3 separate regions of the Gossypium hirsutum genome follow, and regions 2 and 3 are each linked to region 1. Evidence: chromatin contacts called from public Hi-C data. All regions are on one chromosome and are shown on one strand. Each heading gives the region's core, a stretch centred on a gene start, on an enhancer-like site or on the middle of the called end of the contact. The rest is flanking DNA. Distances are from core to core; before and after follow the strand shown. Region 1 holds the start of LOC107951765 (transcriptional corepressor SEUSS). Region 2 holds the start of LOC107951864 (bidirectional sugar transporter SWEET1). Region 3 holds the start of LOC107951863 (ubiquitin carboxyl-terminal hydrolase 2).

The links. Hi-C and Micro-C count contacts between places; a contact is called where the count stands out from the background.
Region 2: a Hi-C map of leaf shows a contact between it and region 1, with 2.6 times the contacts expected there. The contact joins the promoter of LOC107951864 here to the promoter of LOC107951765 in region 1. A contact is called at or near these places in 2 of 34 Hi-C or Micro-C datasets (both in leaf).
Region 3: a contact with region 1 is called in a Hi-C map of leaf, with 2.3 times the contacts expected there. The contact joins the promoter of LOC107951863 here to the promoter of LOC107951765 in region 1. A contact is called at or near these places in 6 of 34 Hi-C or Micro-C datasets (callus and leaf).

What each region holds. Positions count from the first base shown.
Region 1 is chrA02:91,668,924-91,673,544 of Gossypium_hirsutum_v2.1, forward strand. LOC107951765 (transcriptional corepressor SEUSS) reads right to left here and starts at 2,744. Exons shown (of 10, transcript XM_016886904.2): 1 at 2,224-2,744; 2 at 439-1,798; 3 at 232-351; 4 at 14-62. The coding sequence starts at 1,503.
Region 2 is chrA02:92,256,546-92,261,166 of Gossypium_hirsutum_v2.1, forward strand. LOC107951864 (bidirectional sugar transporter SWEET1) reads right to left here and starts at 2,403. Exons shown (of 6, transcript XM_016887025.2): 1 at 2,094-2,403; 2 at 1,954-1,990; 3 at 1,325-1,420; 4 at 463-742; 5 at 254-373; 6 at 1-139. The coding sequence starts at 2,127.
Region 3 is chrA02:91,115,166-91,119,786 of Gossypium_hirsutum_v2.1, forward strand. LOC107951863 (ubiquitin carboxyl-terminal hydrolase 2) reads right to left here and starts at 2,663. Exons shown (of 6, transcript XM_016887024.2): 1 at 2,305-2,663; 2 at 2,179-2,225; 3 at 108-154. The coding sequence starts at 2,209.

The DNA.
Region 1 (4,621 bases), core at 1,494-3,993:
ATAAAAGACTCACCAAAACCACGTCCTGGTTTGCGATTACATATTTCACAATGCCATACATCCTGGAAAATTTTTAAACAATACAATTATCAATTGCATGGGGAGGGAACACAACAAATAAATTAAGACAAAGAAGAGAAGTTCTAAAGATAATTGACCTTGGTCAATCACAAAATATGCTAACTGAGGATCACAGTTGGAAATTCCTGCAAGTTTTTCTTAGAAACAGACCTGAGGGAAAACACCAGTTGTTTGGCGGCCACTTCCATACATAGAAACACACCACTTCTTCTTCGCATTTGGAGCAAAGTACTCGGCAACAAATTTTCTCCAAAATTCAATATTGTTGTCCTACATGAAAAACAGGCATGTTACCTACCCAAAGCAACCAAATACATGTGAAAAAATAAACAGATCTTCAAACCAGAGATATCTTACTTCAGGTCTATGTTGTTGTTGATACATGTAATGTGTCAGACGCCTGGCACACATCCCAGGCTCATACACTGGTTTCACAGGTGATCTCAAAGGCAAATTCTGCTGTTGAAACTGCTGTGGCAATTGAGACCTTTGTTGAGGCATTGCTTTTAAAAGTTGCTGTTGGTGTTGTTGTAGCTGCAACAGCCTTTGCTGATGCAAAAGATTAATTTGGGCTGGTGAGGGCTGCCTCGACATGTGGAGTAACTGCTGTTGCTGTTGTTGTTGTTGCTGCGGCTCCTGTTGTTGTTGGTGCAAAAACAAGGACTGATCTGAATGTGAGGGTTCCATTTTTACCTGTGCCAAAGTTCTCATGGGTGGTATTTGTTGTGGTTCCAATTTCACAGGAGCAAGCTTCCTTAGTGATTGCAACTGTTGTTGCTGTTGATGTTGCTGCTGGCCAAGCTGATCATTAGTCACTTGTGGCTCCAATTTGACCGCCCCACCAACACCAGCCAACCCTCCTCTAATAGACTGAAACTGCTGCTGCTGTTGTCCTTGCTGGGTGTTTTGAGGAGCAGAGAACTGTTGCAATGCTTGTTGACCATGTTGGAAATGTGGTGATTCGAGGTGTAGGGAGTGCTGCTGGTCCGGTAACATATGGTTACCAGAAATGTTTGGAAATTGCTGACCTTGAACTTGACCGGATGAACCAGGGTTTGCCATGTTTGATGGAACAAACGATGATGAGGGAGCATTAAACCCCATCCCATTACCTACATTTGAAAGTGGATCAGATTCAGCCCCTGAGTCAATTCCTCCACGCTGGCTACTCCCCGGACCAGAAAGCTGAGGGTTTGGAACCCCATTCCCGAAGGACTGACTAAGAAGGGAAGACACATTTGGCACATTGCCAAGCATATTCATATTACCAAACTGAGTGCGAGGCGACACTAATGAAGGGTAGCCAGTTTGAGAAGGAAGGCTACCCCCTTGGGCTCCTAGCATCCCAGAACTCGACCGCAAAAGAGAAGGCGTAACAGAGTGCACACCACCTATAGGAGTAGAAGACCCCGATGGTACCATACTTAACTTATCTAATACTCACTCATAAAACTGCAGCCACTACCTAAAACAACATGAATATTAAGTAAACTACAATGACAAAGAAAAGCACAAATATTCAGTTGTATAGCTCAAGGCAATCAGCAGTTTATCCCCAACTTGGCTGCTTGCTTTTAGCTTCATGCTCTTCATTGTACCCAAATAAGAAAGAGTAAGTTCTGTTCCTGAACATATAGCTCTGAAAACCGAAGCCAAGCAAGGAGTTTAGATTTTCAATCTCTTCAAAGCAGCAATGGAATGGCTTTCGCATGAATCCCTATACAAAAAAAAAACAGAATTTTCAGATCCACTACAACATATATCCTAGCGAATATTTTTAAAAACATAAAAAGAAGTAAAACTTTCACCAAAGAACTCATCAATTAAACTCCAATCAAATCTAAAAAGCAAACCCAAATCTCAAGAACTCAGAAATGGTCATTAAATCCAACAAAAATTTAGTTAAAATTAAAGAAAACCCAGAAAAACCCCCAAATACATACCGTACAGAAAAACTCAAAATTGCAATTTTACTACACTAAACAAAACAATTCTAACCAAATAAAACCATCTCGATCGCACCTGAACACCAAAAATCGTTGATCCTAAACATTGAACGAGCAAACCAGAAAATGGGTATTCAAGCTAAACAAGAAAATAAAAAAAGGGTTAAGACTAGAAAAGACTTCATAGAAGACTCACCAGAGTTTTAAGAAAATCCCAACAGGTACAGAGTCAAAGGAGAAACAAAAGAAAAAGAGAGTTACTCAAATCTACAAAGCTTTGATTTCAATCAAAACAAGAACCCAAAAAACCCCAAATTTCTTAACTCTCTTTCTCTTCGATTCTTCTAGTTTTTTGCTTCGATAAACCGGACCAATAAAATATCTTTATACCCCTCACTACACAAAAAAGAAGGGAAAAGAAAAACTTTCTTTCCTCTCCTCTTCAATCAAATATTCTTCTTATTCTCTTCTCAGCTTCTGTTTTTTTTATATATTTCACTTAATAATTTATATTTCTTGTTTCAGTACGTGCCCTGTTCTTCCTCGCTGTATCTAGAGAGAGAACTCGAAGGAAAAAAAAAAGAAAGAGAAAAGATTTTAGAGAGAGAAAGAATAAGAGATTTTGCTTTGCCCTTGCGGACGTCAAATTTGTATTCAATTTGATTGAATTCTTTTTTATTTTTGGTGAAATCAAGTCAAATGTAACTCTTTCCCTTCGCTTGTTTTTGCGGGTTCCTTTTTCTTTTTGTTTCCATGGTACGGTGATGGTAGCATATGCATGCATACATGATTACATACATCCATCATGAGGATGATGGAATGTTATTAAAGTGACACATTGATTTTGAGTTCTATTTTGTGTGTTTTAATAATAAGGTTTAATTCACACTTTAACTTTTAAATTTTCTTTTTAGTATTTATATTTTTTTATTTCAATTAGATATCTAATATATGCTAACGTTATAGATTTTAATCCACATTCATTAGATGGATGTTTAAAAAAATTGCACTAATCAAATGATGTCAAGTTTATGGCTATTTTTTTCAAAAAAAAAAAATTTCTTAAAACCCATTTCACCTTCAATTTCTTCATATTGGTTTATGTCAAATACTTTAATTTTGATTTGAATCAATTTCATATAAATAGAAGGGCAACTGATTTTAACTCTAATTCGACTAAGTAAATCAAATATGTAATCACTTCTTCAAATTCACCCTTTCAAGTTTTTCTAATATTTTTAGTCTTCATTTTCTACCACTACACCCACCAAATGCTTCTTTAGTAGCTTCTATTCTCAACCAACATAACTTCATTAATGGTGGTGTTAAAACATTGAAGCCTTAGCATTTTTATAAAAACTTTCAAATGAAAAGTAATGCTGAAAACAGACTAGTCACGAAAGATGTCAAATTGCCAATAATATAAAATTCAAAAAACAAACCAATCATAGTAAATAAGTGCTCAAATTGCAATTTGAAGGTACAAATCACCCTCTCTTCTATACTATTAATTATACCCAACTCCTTAAAAACAAAAAAAAAATATTAGGAAAAAGGAAAAAAAATAGTTAACTCATTTGATCTTTTCCCGAGGACTGCAAAATATACCCCACTAAAAATCCAACCTAAGAACAATGTTACAGCAAAGAAGAAAGAAAAGAACCTATCATGCATATTTATGAATAGATACAAAATAGAATAGGTGAACGATTTTCGGGTTTTGGAATCAAAATTGAACTATAAAAGAAGAAATGAAGATTGATTTCAATTTTAGTAATATAGATTACTAGGTTTTATCATGAGATTATTGAACAATTTGTAAGTGTACACAATTGTCAACAAGTAATAAAGTAGTAAGTATAGAGTTATCGTCTCCATAGAGATTATATAAGTAAAGCAAAAATTGTGAAACTATCAATTAACAACTTGGTGATTGAAATAATTAAAAGTGAATTGAGTTAACTAATTAACTTAATTAAGATTACTAAGTATGCAAGACAAATGAGAATGTTAACACAGAATAATAAGCAATATACACTAACACAAGTTTAATCACAATGACATGAAGGAGCTAGAAGAATTGTTTTTTATTTTAGCTCGTTTACTATTTTCTGAATAAGTGGCGAGATTACAGCACTGTCATTACTCGTCAACATAAACCCTTTATCTGAGAGCATGGGTTGATTCTTGGGTTGATTCTTGAAAACAGAATCAGATCTCTCACTTGCTTCATCATTATGGAATTAGGCTTGAAAATTGATGGATTGAACAACATGACTTTTCTCTTACTCTTAGAGACATGGTAAATTCAGCTTTTTTGCAAACAGTTTGTGTGCAAGTCTATACTCAAACAGATGGCCATAAAAAAAAAACAACACTAGTAAATTGTAATTTACCTCAAACAATTACACAAGCTAGTCAACGATAGGTTAAGTGAAACCGTGAGAAGATGGTGACAGCTTTGTGCGACAGAGGTAGGGCAGGACGGCTGTAATAGGGAGTTAGTGAAAGTGCGGTTGAGAAGATGGACTAATGGTTGGTGATGGTTTTTGCTTCGAGAGATGGCGGCTGTAACACCCTACACCTGGTCCAGT
Region 2 (4,621 bases), core at 1,153-3,652, 590 kb after region 1:
GGTGGGATTTCTCTGCTCCCATCTCAACGGTTCCATTGGCGGTTGGCTTCTTTGCCTGTCCAGAGCCCTTGTTGTTGCGATAGATGCTGTAAAGGATGAGCTGCATGAACCCTAGCCCACACCCAAATCCATTGGGGATCTGCACAAAACCATATCAGCTATTTCACAACAGACACTCACACTGGAGGCATTGCCTTTTTGAATGGTAAAAACAAAGAATTTCTACACAAAATAAGATGATGAAAGAACTTACAGCAACAAAAGCATCACGACCAAGAAGGCCATAGACAAACCATGAAGTACCACACAGGAACACAAACAGTGACAAGAAAAATGGCATGAACTCCACACTCTTAGTTTTGATCACCAGCCTCTATATTACATTAAAAGCAACAAATTTAGAACCCAAAAAAAGGGTTGTGTTTTTTTTTTAAAAAAAAGTGAGGAAAAAGTTGAGCTCACCATGATTGAAAGAGGTGAAGCATACATGATAATGGAGAAAATGGTAGCAGCAAGGCCACAAAAGAGTTTTCTGCCATTACCATGGAGGGCAAAGAGGGAGATGAGGGCAACAGCAGAGAAAACGGTGAGTACACAAGCGAAGAGCCCAAGGATTCTAGCTTTCTCCGTTTTTGGTGCGTAGAAGATGAAGACCAGCACATAAATGGTCTCGATGCCTGCACCGGTGCCATTGATTGTTGAAACCAGAAGGTTGTTTTTTGATACAAAGGGAAGCCCATACCTAAGGAATTGCCAAAAATAAATTACAGAATATGTTAAAAATCAAGGTTTTGCTATAAAAGCTACTAAGAAAAGAAAACTTCTCTTGGTAATGAGATAAAAATTAAAAAAACAAGTTGAACAAGGTTTGGTTGTCCATGCATTTGTTGTTTTAGACATTGTTTTTGTCTCCTTGAGAATTACAAGTGCGAAACAATTTGACATGATCTAGAAATAGGAGGATCAAAGAAATATTTAAAAAGGGAAACCCCAAAGGTTAATATCCGATAAATTCTTGAAAAGTTAAACATTTGATAAAATCAGGGCAGAGTATAATATGAATAAGCTAAAGAAATTTTGGACCATTATGTCTGGAACCGGACCATCCCATTGAGCTCATGTCAAGCCGCGAAAAGTAAAGACAAACAATTTTTTAAGAGACTGAATGGATTTTAAAAACAAACATTTTAATTTGTGCCAACATATATATATATATATTTTATATAATTGAACTTAAAATCAGTGTATATCTTGAGCAGTTAATTAAAAGGGTAAAAAGGTAATTAGGGTAGTTGAAACTTGTAAATGAAAGAGAAAGGCTCACCAAGCAGAGAGGAGACAGTTGAGCAAGGTCATGACATAGGGTATTCCCGAGAATTGCTCTGTAGACTTACTTCTAATGATCCTCGTAAATGTTATCCTTCAAAATGTTAAAACATAACACAAATTTTCATAATTAATCTTTGAATGGTAGCTGACAATCTTTTTTTTTTCTTTCATAGTTTTTGTTCCTAATTACCCTTTTTGGACAAAAATATTAATAAAGAGGTGAAACCAATACATCATTCCCAAAATGTATAGAGAAGGAAAAAAAAATTGTAGCCATTTTTGCTGAAAAGGAAAAGAGAAGAAATTTAAGAGAATTACATTAAGAAAAACCAAAGCTTTCTTTCTTTCTTTGGGAAAGAAACAAGAAGATTTTTAGTGTTTCAACCGTATTTATGAAAACCAAAAACTGGGAAATTTTTGTCTTTGTTTATTACATAAGATACAGAGAGAGAAAAAAAGAAAGGAAAACTTGTTCTTTCATTGATGAAGAAGAGCTTGTTTGAATGGAGTTTTTATATTTAAAGTTGCAAGAATAAAAAACACAGAAAAGATTAATCTTTTTCCTTATGCTTTGTTCTTTTTCGTTTTCAGAGAAGGTGAGAGCAGTGGCTTTATTTTACATACGTTGGAGCCAAGAAGAGGAACAAAGCAGTGGCATTCCCTATAGAAAAAGAAAAAACATTAACATAAACCAGAGAATACATTTTCATAAGAAAGTTTGATGGAAGGAAGTTTTTTAAAAAGAAAAAAGAAAGAAAACCCACCAAAAACACCAAAAATGAAATGCAAAACTTCCATTGTGTTATCAAACTGGATCCTAAACCAAATGAAGTCTGGGGTGGGTTGGGGGGGGCGGGGAACAAATGAAGTAGTAGAGGTGTATTTTACAAATGACAAGGAGAAGAGCGGAGCAAACAAGAAGCAAGGGTGTTTATATAGAAAAAGAAAAAAATAGGAAGGGATTAAAAAGAAATGTGTTGAAAAATGAGTGCAAAACAGTGAAATATGTGTTTTGTTCTTATCCACTGGATCTTGAGTAAGGAGAAGCGTCCATTTCTTGCTTCCTTCTTATACTTGTGAATTTGAGGTAAAAACTGATATACAAAACTTGGGGGGTTGTTTTGAAAGTGATATTGGACGGATTATCTCAAGGCGTAGAACGTTAAATATTTAATCCCCCAATCCCATTGCCCTTTCTGGATTTTGGTGTTTTTTTATATATACATTAATTCATTTCCTAAATATTGGGATTGCTTTGTTTTTTAACTAACATTCCTTCATTTTCTTCTTAGGGTTGGTTAAATTGTTTTTTTTTTTCAAAATAAATCACGCATTTCGAACATTTTCTTTGCAAGTAAGAGTAAGCTCAAGTGTTCAATTTATGTGTTACCAGAGGGAAATCATCTCACGAGGATCGGTATAAATTTTACGAAGAAAATGAAATGGTATTTGGAGGCGGTATTTAATAGGCCTCCGCAGTAAAATTCAGGATCCACATTTTATTTTTTTCATCAACTCCAATCCCTTATATATTTATATCTTAATTCAATTTTATAAATTCAACTTCAAGTTAACAGATGCTTGTTAGTTGTGATAAATAATTCGATATATTTTAAATGAAGTTTTATAGACAGCGAAAATAATACTATTCAATCTAGTTTAATTCTAGATTTAGTTGGATGTCTAACTAGTAAATATGAAAATGCCTAAAAAATTTTAGTTTCACAAAAAATAAAGAAATTTATTATGCAAGAGAATTATAAGTTGAGTACTATTTGTAAAATTGAAATTTAGTTATTATATTTTTATTTTTATAAATTTTGTTTTTTATCTTTTATCTTTTAAATTTTAAATTTTAAATTTTAACTGTTGACACTGTTAAAATTATTTTATTAATTTTAAGTTCATTACAATATATATATCTGTTACATATGACTATTATGCAAGTAATCTTTTAATTTCAAAATACTACTCAAACATATTTTAATATATTTAATTTAATAATATTAACTATTAGATTTAAATTTTAAAGCATAAAAATAAAGAATTAATTTTTTAAAATAAAAAAATAGAAATTAAATTTCAAAACTATAAAAAAACACAAAAATCTATGACATAATTTAATTAAAAAGACAAATATAAAAGAGAGGAAAGACGAGACAGAAGTTGCGTGAAAACAACCATGGCTGAAAGCAAGACACAGGGGATTAATTAGTGGTGTTAAGAAATTAAGTAATCTCCTTAGCATCAAATGCAACAGTGAGTCATTAGTGGATCGGGTGCAAGCAACAGTCAGTCATGACATCTACTTAGGAGTTAAGGACCCACTTTCGCATGCATCATTAATGTTAGATGAAATGGATAACAATATTTTATCACATCCAATCTAAATTTGGAGCTACATGCATTTCACCCATCAGCCTTTCTCTCTATATTAAGGAAGAAGCTCTTAGGGTTTGCTTCTAACAGTGAAAAGAAAATTGAAAGAGTTTATTGCTATAGTCATTTTTAAATTATGCCTTCGTTATGAATTATTTTTCATTTTAATTAAATATTAAATTATTAAGATTACATGAATCAATTTTTTTATTAAAATCGTTAAATGACAAGTCAAATTTTATATAGCTAAATTTAAAATATTTTTTTTAAAAAAATAACATTGAAACATAACTTTTTAAAGTAAAAATTAAAAAAGAGAGAGTGAATGATAAAGCATATGTAAAAGCTTTTAAAATATCAAAACAAGATTTTGGCATCTATTTTAATAATATTCACTTTTCTTTAACATTTTCATTTTTATATCATATAGTTAATGTATCATTTAACAATTAAATTAATAATTTTAGCAACGGAACTACTTAATTGGTATAATATTGATAGTTTGAGAATGTAATTAAAATGTTATGAAATTTAAAAACTAGTTTAGAATAAAGTTCATAGTTTAAAAATGCCTGATGTAATTAATTCAATTAAAAAATAAGCAACATAATGAGAAAAATAGATTGATAAATTCATTGGTGTGTTAAAATGTAAAGAAAATTATTTTATTTCCTTTTATTTTCAGTTAGAATTGAAAAATAAAAATGAAATTTAAAAATGAAAATGTTAAAAATGCATAATCTTATAAATTGCATATTTAACTTCCATCATTTTCTTCCCTCAATTTCATTTCATTTTGCAATGATTTATTTTTGCGTTTTTAGGATTAAAAATGGTTACTCAATTTATGTCAGGACTGGTCAATTCATCTTTTATTTTGATTTTTTTAATCACACCGAATTATTTCGAACTC
Region 3 (4,621 bases), core at 1,413-3,912, 550 kb before region 1:
AGAACTTCCAACAGTATTGGAATGCATGCATCTAAATAATAGAGGAAATTATAAGCAAAGCTACAAGGCAAACATAAGGAGCCAATTATGACATAAAAGAGTATTACTTGTACGCCTTTAACTTGCATCTGCTGTATAAGTTCTGTAAAAACACCTGAAAAGACATGGCAGAAAATGATCATGTCAAGTTTAAATCTCAGTACATATCATCCAGAAAGCATGATGATCTAAAGTAAGCAATAAGAGCACTAAAAGACGGTTAATCATTTGATGCAGCAAGATGTTAACATGTTCGATCTCAACTAATAGATCCAAGATATTCATAAGAAATCATATGGCAGAACATAGTACAACACAACTCGATGCTGAAAGCATTATACTCAGAAGAAAAAAGGAGGGAGTGGGGGGAGAAAAAAGCAACTGCGAAATGCCCAATCTGAACTATGTTGCCTTTGTTAGGCCTCCAAAAACGGTTCAACAGTGTTGTCAAGGGCACTAAGACCTCTATGTCACCTAAGGTGCAAGGTGTAAAAAGAGGCTCGTCCAAGTAAAATAAGGCACATACTTATAAATAAAGATATATGTGTACTATTTATATTAAAAAAATTATGTATTGTGTAAATAGTAAATAATAAGTAAATTTTAAGATACTTCATTTTATAAATTCAAGTTATTGCTCAAGTCGGATAATTCATTCACTAATTTATTACAAAATAAAACAAGATATGTAATTAAAAATTGACAATAGCTCTAAATTTCCTTCACTTCCATATATGATCTTTTGAATCATTATCCTTGAAATAAAATTAAGGGCAAGTTCCATAGTATTTGCTTGGCTTGGTTTTCTTCTATTTATTACTTCTTTTGCAAACCATATCAGGTCCAAGCATCCAACAAATTTCAGCTTCTGCCTTCTTCAAGTGTCGAATTACAGTTTTCAAACACACAAGGTGGCTGACACAAACTTCCATGACAAAGGAGGAGGCAGATTACAAATGTGATTAAACGATAAATAAATAAATTACAGCGAGAAGTTTAAAGCAGAGAAAGAGTGGATGTTGGTCTGTTTTTGAAAACTAAAACAGAGCAACTTCTCTGTTTTTTAACAAATAAATATGCTTTATAAGAGGAAGAAAAGAATTACAAGAAGGGAAAAAAAGGGAGATATTTGATTGTATGCTTTAACCTAATCAAATCGGTGACTGAGTTTATAATAATGAAAAAGAAAAAGAGCAAATGTGGCATTTTAACTCAAAAAAAAAAAAAGGGAAATTGAAAAATTAACTGAAGCTAGCCTTTCGAACTCCTTGGACTGGAACAGAAGACACAACAAAGTACAAAAGGCACTTGCCTGTTTGAAGTCGCCTCATCTAGAAGGCTCTGAAGCATTTTTTTTTCTTTTCTTTTCACCACACCTAGGCGCCTAGGCACACAACTTGACATCACAGGGTTATACGACCAATGAAGGGGCAAAAAATTTCCTCAGGATTAAAGATAAACCTTAGGAAAATGTAAGTTCTACCTCTAATTATTGGCAACAATTAAGGCTTCAATCTATCTTATTATAGAATCTTTAAAAAGCGGAGATTGTTTCTAGCACTATCATGAACAAAACATCAATGTTCTTTTTATTATTATTTTAAATTCCACCAGGTATAACATGCATATACTATGCTGTATTTTCAAGATCATAAGCCTCTAAGGAATTGCACACAGTGATTCAATAATCTAACATGTGAGAAATAACCAGATAACAATCAAGCTTATGATTGTTCTCTGCAAGCGTGAGGCGTCGGGATCGTTAACAAAATATTTACCCAAACCACCCTCCAATGGCACTATAAAAAAAACACATTCACACAAAGAGATTGAATTACAATGAAATCCGCAACATCCTTATGTTTTGATAAAAATTTAAATGAATATCTCAACTATATTAATTCATCCCCACCCCCACCCCCAATTCAGAGAATATGAAACTGTAACCAGAGACAAAATAAGAAAAAATTGAAGAAAACTTTCCTCTAAGATAAGTACACAATTTTCTTAAGAAGAAAAGAAACTCATCAACAAATTAAATGAATAAGAAAGTTGTTCAGCTTATAATTTAAGAGTAATTCCAAACAAATACACAAACTTAATGTTCGAAAATATGAGAGAGAGAGAGAGAGGCAAAACCTGGATCCGATTCAATTGTGCACCAAGACATGATTAGAATTTAGCAGCTGCCACAAACAAAAAGGTAATTTTTTAAAAAAAGGCGAAACAGCCTAACATAATATATAAGAAATACCCAAAACTCACCAAGTCTGTCAGAAAAGAAAGAGAGGTTCGTTCCTGGCTGAGGTCTTTCTTCTTCCTCAACCCTAATGGCTAAAAGGCTTCGTAGGGCTACTTCAGCTGTGAGCTTTTAAGCACTGCGCTTTCTAATCTATCAAATGAATCTCAACCGTTGGTTCCAACTTCAAGTACTAGGCACTCCGTCCATCTCAAACTTAAAGGAAGAGTGCTCATGGGTCGGGTTTTCTGTCCGAACCTGCTTTTTTTTTTTCAGTTTTATTCTCTTTAAAAAGAGAAAAAGGCTTAACCGAATAAGAATCCCTCGAATTATATCGCCTTCGTTAGTTAGGTATTTAATTTTTGTTTTATCAAATCAAATACTTAAATTATAATTTTGTAACTATTATAATCCCTACTCTTATTTCTATTAAAAGAACCCTTTAATCATTTTAATAACATAAAAATTTTAAATTTAATATTAAATTAAATAATTATTCAATATCATACTTCTCTTCTCCAGTCTCTTTTTCTCTCTCCCCGTCTATCTTGATCTTATTTTATCTCTCATATTACTTTCTCTCCCTTTTATTCACAACAGCTAAAAAAAAAAGTTTTATTAGGTATCTAGTTTGACCAAAAAAAATTTAGATAGTTAACTAAAAGAGAGTATAATTTGAGAGTTGTTTATTCAATTAAATTTAAAAATGGGTTCAGTTTAGATTAATTTAAAAGGTTAAATTTTATTTTATTTTGTTAAAATTTGTTATTAGTCCTTATAATTTATGAAAGTTGTGGATTTAATTTATTACTTTAATTTGGTTATTTTTAGTTTCTATATTTTTTATTCACATTTTAAAATTTCAATCCTACTAGAAAGAATAATTTTGCCTTCTGGCACGTCTTTATCTGCCGACTGGTACGTTTTTTTTCCTTTCAATTGTGTTTTTCTTTATGCTTCTTTACTCTTCGTATTTGTTATTCTGTTTCGTGGAAAGTAGCTTATCTTTGCTGCGGGAAAGTGATGGAATGAGGATTAGCGAATCTGAGTTTAGAGGATGGAGAAGAAGAAGCTTTTTCTATTCTAGATGATGTTGAATCACAGAGCTCAGCATGTAGTTTTTGCTTGATGGGATGCTTTCTAACTGTTAGTGTAGTCAATTTCCCAGACATGAGAAATACGATGACAAATATTTGGCACCCTTTGAAGGGTGTGCAAATATCGGATTTGGGTGAAAAACGTTTTCTATTCAAATTTTTTAACGAATTGGATATTAATCGAGTAATTACAGGCGCTTTCTGGACTTTCAATAATCACCTGTTGATTATCCATAGGATTTAGGAGAATGAAGATCTGATGTCTATTCCATTGGTGTACTCAGACTGGTGGGTTCAGATTCATGATTTGCCACCGGGGCTTTTCAGAGATTCCATGGCGGTGTAATTTGGAAATTTCATTGGCAAATATCTGGAATATGATATGAAGCAGTTATCCAACGGCTACGAAAATTATCTACGCATTCGAGTCTAGATCGATGCCCAAAAGCCTCTGAAAAGAAGAAAGAAAATTATGATCTCTGGCTCAAATTTTACTTATACAAAGTTCAAATATGAAAAATTAACTTTGTTTTATTTCTTATGTGGCTGCCTAGGCCATGGAGACAATTTCAGCCCAATGAGATTAAAATATGGGATGCAGGAAATGGAAATGGGTTGGGACTTGTCGTTACGGGCTCAGCCACGGAAGACTACTACAGTAAACAACATATGGCTAAGGGGGGAGGGAGAGGATAATTTTTTTGGAAAGACATGTTTGGGTAGCAACTTGGCCAAAATTCAAGGCAAAACCAGAGGAGAAAATTGTGGGCTAATGTTAATACAATTCTTGGAATCAATTTGGAAGGCACCAAATTTACAAATGATTTGATTGGTCAACAAAAGGGGCGAAAATCACGCCACAATGTTGGGAAAGATTTGGTGGTAAGCAAAAGTCAACTTATAGGGTTTAATTCGAATGGTGATGAATTAAGGAAAGATCCGGTTGTAGTAGGCCTTTCTAATATGCTGGATTTGATGATTATAGATTGTGACTTAGAAGATGATCCAATTTTCAATGAGGAAGGGAAAAAGAGACAAAGGTTTGATTCTTTGATCTCTAACGTTTCTACTGTCCAGGATTCGTTAGAGATTATTGATGGGCATTCAGCTCATTCTCAACAAATATCGGCAACTGCCAGTGGGTATGCCGGCCGAAAGAAATGAATATATTTTGCTGGAATGTTCGTGGATTGGGGAGTCCGTGAGCAGTTAGAAGACTTCAGCATATGCTGAAAATTTATCATCC